Regions from separate parts of the Hordeum vulgare genome. Here regions 1 and 3 are each linked to region 2. The links are chromatin contacts, called in public Hi-C maps. All regions are on one chromosome and are shown on one strand. The core of a region is the stretch at or near the end of the contact, and the rest is flanking DNA. Distances in the headings are between cores, read along the strand shown.

Region 1 (4,620 bases), core at 488-2,987, 370 kb before region 2:
GAGAATATGTGACAACATATTTCAGGAAAAAGATTTGTCTCGCGGCGCGTGAGTTATCATTAGTTTTCTTGTACCAGTGAGAGAGACAAGTCGTGGTCCTAATGCCAGACGCAGATCAAGCTGTTTTGTGGCCTGAGACTCTCGGAGAGCAACTCATAATGGAATCAGCTGAGAGACACCCTACCACTGCTCACATAGCAATAACAAACCTGGGCCCTCTGGTCTTCCCTTCTAATCTAAAAAAAAGTCCATCTGGTCGTACGTTCAGTTCTTCAGCCACAATATACGGAGCCTGAAGCGTCGATATAGACCCCGCAAGCCAGTGAGCCTCTGGGATCCCTAAGGGCATCTCCAACAGTTTGTTGGTTAGGTTGTTGGTAAAATATGCCATGTCATCAACCAACACCTTAACATACAACTACTCCAATGGGTTGTATCTAGTTTGCCCAATAAGATGTGATGTAATAAATAAGGTGCTCTCTCATTCTACATTGGAGCTTGTGCAAGGGTGTTGGTTAATTTACATACAACCTTGCTCTCTTTTCTCATTTATTGCATGACACATCATCAAAAATCCTATGTGTCAAAATTACCAACAACTATCTTACAACCATTGGAGATGCCCTAATAAGTATATGCATGATTAGAAGTCTGCAACTACTTTTAAATGCTGAAATGACTTGGATTTGATGGTAGAGTTCGATGCACTAATGCAGGTATGCCTGCATTGCCTAGATGCAGAGCATTTTCCTCTTGTCACGCCGCACGTGCAGCCCACGTGACCCCTCCTTCTGCTAACTTTACTACTCCATCAGCAGGAGTTCCGAGATCTCGTCCCCTGAATATTTTTCCCGGGAGATCCGGCAGCAGCAGGAGATTGGATCTCCGTGTCCCCGTCTCTCATCCCCGTTGCTTTTGTTTTTCTGATCTCTTTCTTCTTCAGGCTAACCCGCACTTTAGGTTGTGCTTCAGTTTCAGCACCGTGTCGTCTCAGTTAAGGACAATTCAGCAGATTTGTCAGTAAGTTCAGAGTCCCTTCGTCTGGAAATAGATCTGTAGATCGCATCTTGCGCCCATACCCAGCTAGCGTCGAAGGAGAGACGGAAACTATGTGCCAACATTCATGTTACCAGCACCGAAAAATGATTCCGTGGACACGAAACATGGCCAACCTGCTAGTGCTAGTACGATGGAGGTAAGCAGCCATTGACAAAGTGAGCTGTGGCCTTGAAGCGGCTGTCCCCGAACCCAAGAACACCAGTTCAGGCGCTCGCCCGGATCGAAATCGCCTTTCTGGCCGTGTCGTCCACATGTGGCGCATCTCAGGTGTTGGGAGATGGCATCCCTGATCCGTCCATCTATAATTGGAGCAATCGACTCCTGCTGCCTAATAAGTTGTTAGCTTGTGTTGTGGTAGGTCATCGCCCAACCGTGATAATAGATAGATCCAGAACTACTTCCCCATGTCTGCAGGTAGGTAGATGTGACCCACGAGCTGGAACAATCGATCCAGGAGGTTTGTTCTCCCTTGCAAGTTTTAATCGTCCAGAAAAAAAAAAACGAATCGCCCGTGCGGCGAATGCGAAAGCAAGCGGTGCTCGCTTTTGCGCGCGGAAGCGTCCGCTGCTAACGACGCGCGGCGCACGCTTCCACGTGACCGGCCCGGGTTCGTTTGTTTGTTCGCAAAGAACCAATGATTAGATTAACAGCGCACGGCTGCACGCCACTGCGAGGAGAGCGCGGGGGCGTAGGGACGCCGTGGGTTCAACTCAAGGCCGCCTTTTGCCCCCAGCGCGCGGCCGGGGACCTTCGAGCCCGCGTTTGCAAACGGCTGTCTAACACCGACCCTGGTTGTTGCTTAATCATCTATAGCCGGGCGTCCTAAACCCCTTCGTAAGTTTGAATGGACGGTTGGGTGAGTGATCAAACAAAAAACCCGATCCAAACAAATGCTTCAAACCGGCCTCAAACGACCGGACTAACTAACATTTTTCATATTCAGTTCAAATATGAGACGGATGTAAAGAGGTTCGGGGACGACCAGACGCGTTTGTCACATCGAACCCGATCTACGATGGTTCACCCGACCCATATATAATCGTCCATATTCGCTTCCGGGACCAAACCCTAGCCACTCCCCTTTTCTTCACTTCATTCCGTCCCCAAGCTTCCTTTGACGATCTAGGACCTTCTCTGCATGATGGACAGCAGATCCAAGTCTTACATCTTCACGTTCGTCGACCTCGAATTATACACGCGGTGTTGAGGAGGAGTTGACCGTCAGGTTTGAGCTCCGTGAGGAAGCCGTCCGACGACAACACTCGGACTCCTTCCATCAGGAATCCATTGCGTCCGCCCAAATGGCGCATGGATCCGTCACGAGGTGTGTCATTGCAAACTCACCGGAGTGTGTGTGGTCCATCTGGCATCCGAACGCGTTGGCAAGGGACGCACCATGGGCTTCGTCCGATGCAAACATGGCGCGACGTGCTTGTCGTGCGAGGTAGCGAGCACGGGAGGCGGCGGTAGCCCACACGACGGTGGATGTTGGCAAGGCGGAGACAGATTCTCCGACGCCCCGTATGGTGCACCAGTTCATGTACTGCAGCCGCATCGTGGTGGATGTCGTTGACCTGTCCCGGGATGGATCCATCATCGATGTGACGTCCACCGTCACGGTTCCGTGCTCCAATAAGAAAAAGTAGGGCATGGGAGACGGCGACGCCCCGAGTCCCGTCAGCCGGTCCTACTCTACCTCGCCGACGGCGAGACCAACACTCCCGAAAGCATAGCCGGCCGCCGGACATGGATATGTCGTAGCCAGATGAACTCTGATAAAAGATCGGTTTATGTTGCATGTAATAGTATGGACTAAAGGTTTCTAATATGAGATATTCGATTGTAGAATGGATTATTCGAGGTGTGATCGGTCACCGTCTGCGTACGCCCTTGGACACGTCCGCACGCGTTTGAGGATAGGATTTGCGTGTTGGGGAACGTTGCATGGGAAACAAAAAAATTCCTACGCACACGAAGACCTATCATGGTGATGTCCATCTACAAGAGGAGATTAGATCTACGTACCCTTGTAGATCGCTAAGCGGGAAGCATTAAGAAACGTGGTTGATGTAGTGGTACAACGTCGTGATTCAAATCACCGTCGTCCCACGATCTGTCCCATGATCCGTTCCGATCTAGCGCCGAATGGACGACACCTCCGCGTTCAGCACACGTACAACTCGATGACGATCTCGGCCTTCTTGATCCAGCAAGACAAACGGAGAAGTAGATGAGTTCTCTGGCAGCGTGACGACGCTCCGGTGGTGGTGATGATCTACTCCTGCAGGGCTACGCCCGAGCTCCGCGGAAATCTGATCTAAAGGCAAAACTATATGGAATAGGCTTGAGTTGCACGTGGCAAAGTTGTGTCTCAAAAAGCCCTAAACCACCAATATATATAGGAGGAGGGTAGGGGCTAGCCTTGGGGCACAAGGGCCCCAAGGGTGCGCCCGTCGAAGGGGGAGGAGGACTCCTCCTCCAATTCGGTTTGGGAAGGAGGAGTCCTCCACTTCCTTCCCACCCCCCTCTTTCCTTTTCTTCTTCTTTTCTTTGGTATTTTTACTTGTGGCGCCATAGCCCTCTTGGGCTGGATCCACCAGCCCACTAAGGACTTGGTGCACCACCCTAAGGTCATGGGATCATTCCCGTGTGGGTGGGCCCCTCCCGGTAAACACTAGGAACCCATTCGTCACTCCCGGTACACTGCGGAAATGCCCGAAACTTTCCGGTGACCAAATGAAACCATCCTATATATCAATCTTCGTTTCCGGACCATTCTGGAAACCCTCGTGACGCCCGTGATCTCATCCGGGACTCCGAACAACATCCGGTAACCACACATATAACTCAACTATACTAAAACATCATCGAACCTTAAGTGTGCAGAACCTGCGGGTTTGAGAACTATGTACACATGACCCGAGACACTCCTCGGTCAATATCCAATAGCGGGACCTGGATGCCCATATTGGATACCACATATTCTTCGAAGATCTTATCGGTTGAACCTCGGTGCCAAGGATTCATATAATCACGCTTGTCATTCCCTTTGTCCTTCGGTATGTTACTTGCGTGAGACTCGATCGTCGGTATCCGCATACCTATTTCAATCTCGTTACCGGCAAGTCTCTTTACTCGTTCCGTAATACAAGATCCCATGACTTACACTTAGTCACATTGCTTGCAAGGCTTGTTTGTGATGTTGTATTACCGAGTGGGCCCCGAGATACCTCTCCGTCACACGGAGTGACAAATCCCAGTCTTGATCTATAGGTGAATACTCACAACATAAGCCATGGGTAGGCTAAAGATGGTGGGAACCGAAGTGGCACCGGAGAACGCTGGGAACGAGGTTGGTACAAGCATGGAACGCACGATGTACCTAGGTTCAGGGATCTCCGTAGAGATAATACCCCTAATCCTGCCGGAGTGTATGATGTATGAATGGGACTACAAGGTGCTCCTGGAGATGTATGCGGAGGAGGAAGAAGGAGCAGCCAGCTCGTGTCTGCTTCTCCTATGTGGTTGGTGTGTGTGCGCTAAGTTGACCGACCCTCTGCA
Region 2 (4,482 bases), core at 972-3,471:
CAAGATTAATCGTTCAAGCATACCCTCTATATCCACACGTTCACACTTGCAACTCTTGATATATCGTGTGCTATAGTGTGATCTAGTATCTTGTGTCGTTCACCTACTTGTCGTGTGATATAGCTTAAGTAAGTTTGTGTAACTTACTTGTGCTTGTTAGTAACCGTGTTGTGTCCATCTTGATAGATCATGTTGGTGGTACACGTTGCGGTGCCTATTGCATTTAGGATTTGTGCTTGAAAAGTAAACCCTTAGTTTATTTCCGCATTACGTTTAAGCCAAATTCGAAGAAGTTTTTAAATAGCCTATTCACCCCCCCTAGGCGACATCGTGGTCTTTTCAGGTTGACACGCATGTACCCGACGTCGGGCACGGAGATAGTGAACATCTCCGACGAGGACTCGGCTGGTTGGTCTACGTAGTACGTAGGATATTTTTGCATGCCTTTATATGATTAAATTTTAAACTTGACCGGGCAATATTCGCGGACGCGTCCGATGGGTTCGGATTTGCCCATCGCTGTTGTAGCTGCTCTTAGCTGCCAAATGTTTGCCAAGAGGGGTGACATATGGAAACAATATTGTCACCATTTTTAGTTACTAGACGATGCCGAACGCGTTACGGCGGGAACCTTGTTAAAAATGTATGGGTAAGTGATGGAACACCAAAATTAATGCAAAAACAAATATAAAACTTTTTTACATGATTTAATTCCCTCAAAAAAATAATGCACGAGGTGGTATGTTTTGCATGAAGAAATTAATGAAAAAAAAAACTTATAACTCCATACATAACTTGACGATGTGGCATTGTTCCATGAAAAAACTAATAAGTTGTATATCTATTTAAGAATAGAGGGTGAGGGATGGCTGTTTATTCACACGACATAAAAAAAAGTTCATTTGCCGCCCCCTCCCCAGCGAAGGGTCGCTCACCCTGTCACAAGCGGGGTCCCGAGGCCGGATCCGGTTCGGATTACGAGCCATGTTAACAGCAAACGGGGAAATCACGGTCCATCGCATCAACGAGCGCGGAACGCAGCAGCACACGCGGCTGACACCCACACCCACACGGACCTCCGAGCCTCCGAGCGAGCAAAGCCAATGCGTGCGGGCATATAGAGAGAGAGAGGGGGGAAAGCGACGCACGCGCCAACCACAGCCGCGCAAACGCAAGAGCGAGCCGAGCCCCGGGTCGGAATCCCGTACCCGCCCGCGCGCATCGATCGATCGATCTACCCTCTCTTTTGGATAGCGTCAAACCTCTGCCCGCTGCCGAAAATAGTCGGCGTCGCCCTGCTTGAAATGGCGACGGGGTAGGCCTGGTCCTCCTCCTCCTCAGTCCTGCACGCCTCCCTCCAGTCCCCGCTCGCAGCCGCACAGGCTCAGCGCAGCGCGCAGCGCAGGCAGCCGCACAGGGACAGGGAAAACATAGCTCAGGTGCCCGTGGCTGCCGACGGGGCCCTCCCGCCGTACCTCCCTCTCCGCTTGTTTAAGGCCCCCCATTGGCTGCCGCCTTTTCCTTGTGATAAGTCGTTTCTTAACACGCTTTAAAGCCAGCCCCCCCTAGACTAGTGGCGCTTCTTTTTTCCTTGGCTCCGCTTTACCGTTCATCGATCAGATTTCGGCAACCTAAACAAAAGAAGATCAGATTTCGGCGGTGCGGTGGCCATTTTGTTCGTCGCTGCTTGTGTTATGCTACGTATACATATAAACTCCAAATTTAAAATGACCTCGGGGCTCGGGCGGGGTACATACATCCACATCCCACTCATTGCCAGTGCAACACAAACACTCTGAGCGTACACAAGTGGGGGGTTAGTTTTGTGAGAGGAAAACCGACCGAGAATTCAGCGCCACTTGCACCGGCCGGCGGCACCGTTGCTTCCTTCCTGCGATCCTCACCGTCACCCCTCATCACCGACCACCATCTGGCTTCTCATTTTCGCTCCGTTTCAACATGATTCAGTCAATCAAAAGCAAAAGGATAAACCCATGTTGTAATTCCACCAATCAAGAACTCACCTTTTCTGCTAATATGTTGAGCCGACATGGTGCAGGCAGGCAGCGTCAGGCGAGGGGGGGCATTCCGGTAAACACGCACCTGCAAGTGAAAGCATCGCCGCACCGGCAGGCATCTCTCCCTCTCTCACCGTGCGTGGGGGCACGCTCGTCATTTCCGGCTGCCGTGCGAGCGAGCATGGCCCCGACCCGAGGGCGCTCACTCCCACACGCACACACAGACGAGACGCGGAGGAGTATAAAATTTGCTCCACGCACACACAATCACAGAGCCCCCCAATCCGTGGATTAAACTAGTTCCGCAAAAGCAGAGAGGCCAAGGCCACCACCACCGCCTCCCTCCTTGGTTTTGCTGCTCGATCTCCTCTTCCCTTTTCTCTCTCCCTCGCTCGCCGTAAAGAAGCCATAGGCGGATAGGAGAGGAGAGGAGAGGAGAGGAGGGAGGGAGTAGCGCTAGCGTAGCAGCAGCTCGGGAGGGTGGAGATCGAGCGGAGGGGGGGAGAGGAAAAAAGCAATCGCAATCGAGTGTTTCTGCTCCCCGGCTGGAAAGTCTCCCATCTTTTCTTTTCTTTCTTTCCCCTGGGGAAGCTGAATTGGTCGATTGATTCGTGCGTGCGCGGTCATGGCCACGAGGCGGAGCTAGTGGAGCCACGCTTGTTGATTTCTTCGGCTTCGAGGGGAGAATTATCGGTGTTTGGGAGGAAGGAGGGGTCGGGGTCGGGGAGGAAGCTAGCTGATGTACGGCTCGCCGGCGTCCAAGGATCTGAACCAGCCGCCGCCGCCGATGAACTCCTCCGGGCTCCTCAGGTACAGATCGGCGCCCAGCACGCTGCTCGGCGAGGTCTGCGAGGAGTTCCTCCAGCCCGGCCCCCGCGCAGCCAGCCCCGACGCCGCCGCCGCCGCCGCCGCCGACAACGTCTTCTCCCGCTTCCTGGCTGACCACCAGATCCGAGACACCAAGCCGCCGCCGCCGCCGCCCGTCGCCCACTTCCCGGATGACGCTGCTGCCATGGCATCCCAGCACCACCACCACCAGCAGCAGCAGATGATGTTCCACTCCCACCAACAGCAGCAGCAGCAGCAGATGCCCCCCGTCGGCGTCGAGGGGCTCTACCGCACCGTCAGCTCCGCCGGGATGGACTCCGCCGCGGCGGCCACCGTCGGCGGCTCCAGCAGCCTGCTCCGGCAGAGCAGCTCCCCCGCCGGGTTCCTCAATCATTTGAACATGGACAACGGTCGGTACTACTATCACTCCTCCTTTCCTTAATTCGGCCTTCTTTTGGTACTACTCCATGGTTCCATAGTTCCTACTCGCCGCGCGCCCCGCAATTATTACAGCTTGTTGGGAGCATTTCTATTTCGGGAACTAAATCCCGCGCCCTCCCGCCGCTCAATTCATTCAGGGTACGAGAGCATGCTGAGGCAAGGCATGGGCGTGGGCTTCAGGAACGGCGCCACCAACGCCGCCGCCGCCGTGGACTCCTCCGGCAGCGGAGGCGGCAGGCTCAAGGGCCAGCTCAGCTTCTCGTCGCGGCAGGGCTCGCTCATGTCCCAGATCTCGGAGATGGGCAGCGAGGATCTCGGCGGCAGCAGCCCCGAGGGCGCCGGAGGCAGTCGCGGATACATCCCCGGCTACCCCATGAGCTCCGGGTGGGAGGAGTCGTCGCTCATGTCGGAGAACATGTCCGGGATGAAGCGCCCACGGGACTCCTCGGAGCCTGCCCAGGTGCGTGCGTGCGTGCGTCCACAGTTTCATTCTTTGCCGTGAGCACCCGACTGACATGGCTTGGTTCGTCCGGCGCAGAACGGGCTGGCGCACCAGTTCAGCCTGCCCAAGACCTCGTCGGAGATGGCCGCCATCGAGAAGTTCCTCCAGTTCCAGGACGCCGTGCCATGCAAGATCCGGGCCAAGCGCGGATGCGCCACGCACCCCCGCAGCATCGCCGAGCGGGTAAGCAAATTCCTACTGCTTGTTTTAGATTGACAGTATTGTTGCACACGATTGCTACTACTAGTCTTTGTGGATCAAGCGGTTGATCATCCTTGGGCAGGTGAGGAGGACGAGAATCAGCGAGCGAATCAGGAAGCTGCAAGAGCTCGTCCCAAACATGGACAAGGTACACACCCTCTCTCAGCGGAGCACCCCACCACTCTGTGAGCCTGTACCAATAGGAGATAGAACAGTGCATGGCTACCAAATGTGCTATGCAAGGACCACACCCAAAAATAACCTGCAACTCCCTCCATTTCTCTGCAGCAAACCAACACGGCTGACATGTTGGATCTGGCTGTCGACTACATCAAGGAGCTCCAGGAGCAGGTTAAGGTACGCAAAATCATCACATCATTACCATAAACTTTACCACCAAGAGACAGAGATTAAATAAACCGATGTCTAGCTCAAATTGTGGGTGGGTCAACCTTTCATGGCCAGTGAGGTCGAAATCAAGAAGCCGCTTTT
Region 3 (4,630 bases), core at 497-2,996, 490 kb before region 2:
TCACCGTCAGATGCCCAACTTTGTGGAGATACGTTCTTCCAGCGTTTTCCCTATTATAACATACATAGGACGATGAAGATCATGAAGAAAGGATGATGACTTCATCAGGATGACATGAAACAGAGAATTGAAGACTTCAACAAAAGGGATTGACTTCTTCGAGAAAGAGCAACCAAGAACTAGAAGATTCGTTAGAATTTCGTACCTCGAACTTCCCCCTTACTCTACCTCTTAAATCTTGGGACGAGATTTCTTGTACTGGAGGAGATTTGTAACATCCCTAGTGTCATGCTACAGTAACCTCCCCCTAATGTACCATGACGTCATGCTTTATTAAGATAATTTGCCATTTAATTAAAATCAAAGCCAACTTCAAATTTGAAATAAAGTCAACTAAATTATTTCTTCAAACTATAAAATAAAAATATTGGCTCAGTTGCAAATATTCACCTATTAACTTCGAATAGCAACTAATATAATTTGAAACAACACACATGCCCTTATCTTTTTTAACTCGACCAACATCACTTAAGTGAGCCATTTGAATTCAAACCCAATTTAAAATATTTCAAAATGGCCTCAAACTCTGTGTGCCTTTCCAAAATATTGTATATTATCTATGTTTGGAGTTTCATGTTCAACAAAATCTTTTACTAGCTCTAATAAATACAAAACAAGAGCAAAGAGTAAATTAGTAAAGAGAAAAGAAAAAGAGGAGGACCTAATCTAATCAGCACTATAGCCCATCTAGCATAATGGGAGGCCCAGCCCACATTCCCCACTTGTCTTCCTCCTCTGGCTACACAAGACACGCACGGGATTGTGGCGACCATCCCATGGCGCGCCCTCGCGCCCCCGGTCATTCTCCCCCCATCTCTGCCCGAGCTTGAGCTCGGGCTCGTCGCGACCGAGCCGCCCCATCACCATTGCCCCTGTCGTCACGCTTCTCCGCCTCCTCCTCGTCGGTCACCATCATGCCCCGCCCCCGCCCCCTGCACCGCTAGTGAACCGACCCCATCTCCCTTCCTCTCTTCCCGTCTCGCCCGCTCATACTATCACGGTCGCCATCCTCCTACTCGCTCATTCTTCGCGTCGAACCGCATGCCTGCGAGACCCTCGTCATGCTCGAACACGCCCTTGCCAGCGCTGCCTGCGCCCACCCTCGCTCGTGCCCGCCAAGCCACGCGCCGCGCTTCGCCGCTCTGCATCGCCTCCGCCGACGGCCGCCCGCCATCGCTGCCCTATTGCCGCCGCTGCGCTCCTTTCTGCTGTCCTTGCTAGCGCCTGCGCTGCTGCCGCTACTACTTGTTGTTGCGCTACTACCTCCCAGCGCTCGCTATCGCCGCAACCCTCCCGCGTCATGCCCGTGCATAGTCGAACACCGGCCGCTGCTCCGATCGCTGCAGACACCACTCTGTCGCGTCCCGGCCACCCCACAACCGCCATCTGAACCGCGCCAACTCCAGCTTCGTGTAGGACCGGACGACGACGGCTCCCGACGCGAGGAACGCGTTTCCGGCGAGATTTCAGCCTCCGTCGCCGCGTCTGGCCTTATTGCCGGTGCGAGCATGCTTAACCATCAGTCGACTCACTCCCACGTGGGCCAGGGCCTTTAGCCCGTAATTAAGTTGTTAAGAAAATTAGAATATTTATTTTATATAATAAAGTCACTATCATGTGGGCCGAGTCCCCTATTTAACCTTTTTAGTTTACAATAAAACCCTGGTTAAGCCGAGTGTCTATGATAGATGGGGCCCAGCGGTCACTTTGACAACTCAAACTGGCTCGTTGACTGCTGATGTCACGGTGGTGTCATGGTGACGCAATAACTCTTCTCTGAATTAAAATAAATCTGTTAAAATCATAAATAGATTTAAAAACTTTGAAAATCCTATAAAATAATACGTAGTTCGGATGAAAAAGTTTATACATGAAAGTTGCTCACAAAAATCCCATGAATCCGAATATGCTGTCCGTTCATGTGTCACATGCCCCTAACATGATGAACATGCACATTCCATGTTAGGATCATCTATTTGTTATAAGCGAGAGACCCGGGAAATATCGTCTGATATTTTCCCGCTCCGTGTGTGACGTGTAGTACTGCATTAGCTCATCCCTAGCTCTACATATTGCCATGTCATGCAGCGTGTTGCATCTGCTTGTTTGTGTTTATTGTTTCTCCCCCCTCTTCTATCCGGTAGACACCAAGACTCACGCTGCTGCCGAGTACGACTACTACACTCAAGTTTAGCCTTTTGCAACATAGCTTGTCCTTGCTACTGTTGTTGATACTCCTACTTGTTATCCTAAATGCCTAGTATGGGTTTCCTAGTATTCCATTAGTGGCCCTACATTCTTTGTTCGTCTACTATGCTATACTATCGGGCCGTGATCCCCTAAGGGAGGTGATCACGGGTATATATATATACATATTGTAAATCATACGTGATGTGACTAAAGTCGGGTCGGCTCGTAGAGTACCGCGAGTGATTCATGGACTCAGGGCTGAAATGACATTACCCCAATGGCCCCGTGAGTGAATCTTTGTGGCAGAGCGACGGGGCAGGTTGAGACCGCCTAGGAGAGAGGTGAGCCTGGTCCCTGGTCGTTGTCCATGGTTATTTCATAATAACACGCTTATCGAGTTTGGATATTTGATCTGAATTTGTCGATTGACCTATACACACTAACATTCACGCGGGAATAGTCATGGGTACTCGACGTCGTTGTATCAACCGAAGCTCTTCGAACATCAGCATTGGAGTGAGGCGCGCCCGAGTGGTCCGTGTAAGCACCTGCCTTGTAAAGGAGGTCACCAGGACATATGTTGACCGCACCCGCAACGTGCAGGAGTGCAAAGCGTGATGCGCCCAAGACCCCTGCATGCATATGATTTAGTCCGGCGGGCTGGCCTCACTGTTGAGTCTAGGTAGGGTTACCAAGTATTGATGTCCCAAAGGCCGGTCATGACCTAGGAAAGTGTGTATGGCCAGAGGTATCAAGCGTGTTGGGGAATGTGGTGCACCCGTGCAGGGATGATTATACTATTCAAATAGCCGTGTCCACGGTAATATGATGACTTGGAGTTTTATTCCGACCTCTTTTACAACTAAAATTTGAAACTTAATAAAATACACCCAGATAAGTGACACATACAACTCCGCAATCGCTCTCTCTCAGGGAGACGAGGAGAGGATCTCCGGGTTAGGATTAGTGCCATACATTGATACTTGTTATTATAAAATATGTTCTCTTCTCATGCTGCAAGATGATGGCTGTCAGAAGTGTAGTCTTTGATAGGACTAGCTTCCCTCCTTATTCTGGAATTTTGCAGTTTAGTCCACAGATACTACCCCTTTCATTTGATACCAATGCATATGTAGTTTAGACCTGACATAAGTCTTGCGAGTACTTTGGATGAGTACTCATGGTCGCTTTGCTGCCTTTCCCCCTACGTTCTTCTACCTGATTGCCGCGATCACATGGAGGATCCGAGGTGCCAGATGCTACCGCCGGCGACTGCTACTACCCCGACGGAGCCTACTACTAAGTGGAGGCCGCTAACGACTAGGAGTAGTTAGGAGGCACCCACGGAGGAGGCCTTGCCTTTTCGACCGATGTATATTTTGTGCTAGCCTTCTTAAGGCAAAACTTGTTTACTTAATGTTTGTACTCATATATTGTTGCTTCCGCTAACTCATGTATTCAAGCCCTCATGGCCTTGCTTGTAATATATACCTTTATGTTTGACTTTATGTCTAGAGTTGTGTTGTGATATTGATTAGTGTGTCCTTGAGCTTGATTGTACATGCTTGCGTGTATGATTAGTGTACGATCAAATCGAGGGCGTCACACCCACTAGGCAACAAAGTGTTCCCACCCCCTAGGCGCGCCATGTTGTGTGATGGGGCCCACGCGCCTCCCCAATCCTATTTCCAGTACTACAAATTTACATATTTGAAGAAAAATTCAAAGAGAAGTTTTCATCGTGATCTACGAGGCGGAGCTGCCGCCACCTCTTGTTCTTCCTCGGGAGGGCTGATTTGGAGCGTGTTTTTGGCTCCGGATAGGGGGATTCGTCGCCGTCGTCATCACCAACCCTTCTCCATCAAAATTACAAGATGCTCACCACCGGGGGTGAGTTATTCCTTTGTAGGCTCGCTGGTCGGTGGTAGGGTTTGGATGAGATTGATTATGTAATCGAGTTAAGTTGATAGGGCTTGATCCGTGGTATCCATTATGTTGTGAGATTGATATTGCTATGAATTTGATATGCTTATTGCTTGTCACTAGGGCCTGAGTGCCATGATTTCAGACCTAATCTTATTGTGTTCTCTCTGAATATGAAAAATGTTTAGCTAAATAAGAAATAGAAGATAGATAAAATCAACCATAACATCGTTTATCATTCTTGTCAACGAAAGTTTCTTTTTGTTTGTGTGGGGGCTCTCAACGAAATTTTCTGCATCCAACATGCTTCGGTTTCTCTTCTTACAGTTTTCGTGGGGATGAACATCATCTTCTTCTGGATAGACCCCAGATTGCTCATAGTCATCTAGATCTTCCTTCTTGGACAATTCTTTATCGTTGCATTCTTCATGCCTTTTGTATAAAAGGTTTATCGGTT

The links. Hi-C and Micro-C count contacts between places; a contact is called where the count stands out from the background.
Region 1: a Hi-C map of seedling shows a contact between it and region 2, with 2.7 times the contacts expected there. The contact joins the enhancer-like site here to the promoter of LOC123409419 in region 2. A contact is called at or near these places in 1 of 6 Hi-C or Micro-C datasets (seedling) and 1 of 1 datasets of contacts at active chromatin or transcription factors (embryo).
Region 3: a Hi-C map of leaf shows a contact between it and region 2, with 2.8 times the contacts expected there. The contact joins the enhancer-like site here to the promoter of LOC123409419 in region 2. A contact is called at or near these places in 2 of 6 Hi-C or Micro-C datasets (leaf and seedling) and 1 of 1 datasets of contacts at active chromatin or transcription factors (embryo).

Annotation. Positions count from the first base shown.
Region 1 is chr7H:174,662,203-174,666,822 of MorexV3_pseudomolecules_assembly, reverse strand. No RefSeq gene overlaps it. Among protein-coding and RNA genes, the nearest start is that of LOC123408276, 240 kb to the left of the region's middle. Within about 2 kb of position 1,737, at least 3 of the 3 cell types and tissues checked have open chromatin away from gene starts, as enhancers often do. A contact at or near this core is called in seedling, where this site is marked.
Region 2 is chr7H:174,291,433-174,295,914 of MorexV3_pseudomolecules_assembly, reverse strand. It overlaps LOC123409419 (transcription factor bHLH130-like), which reads left to right and starts at 2,221. Exons shown (of 6, transcript XM_045102326.1): 1 at 2,221-3,256; 2 at 3,425-3,747; 3 at 3,826-3,972; 4 at 4,073-4,138; 5 at 4,279-4,347. The coding sequence starts at 2,758.
Region 3 is chr7H:174,780,992-174,785,621 of MorexV3_pseudomolecules_assembly, reverse strand. No RefSeq gene overlaps it. Among protein-coding and RNA genes, the nearest start is that of LOC123408276, 120 kb to the left of the region's middle. Within about 2 kb of position 1,746, at least 1 of the 3 cell types and tissues checked has open chromatin away from gene starts, as enhancers often do. A contact at or near this core is called in leaf, where this site is marked.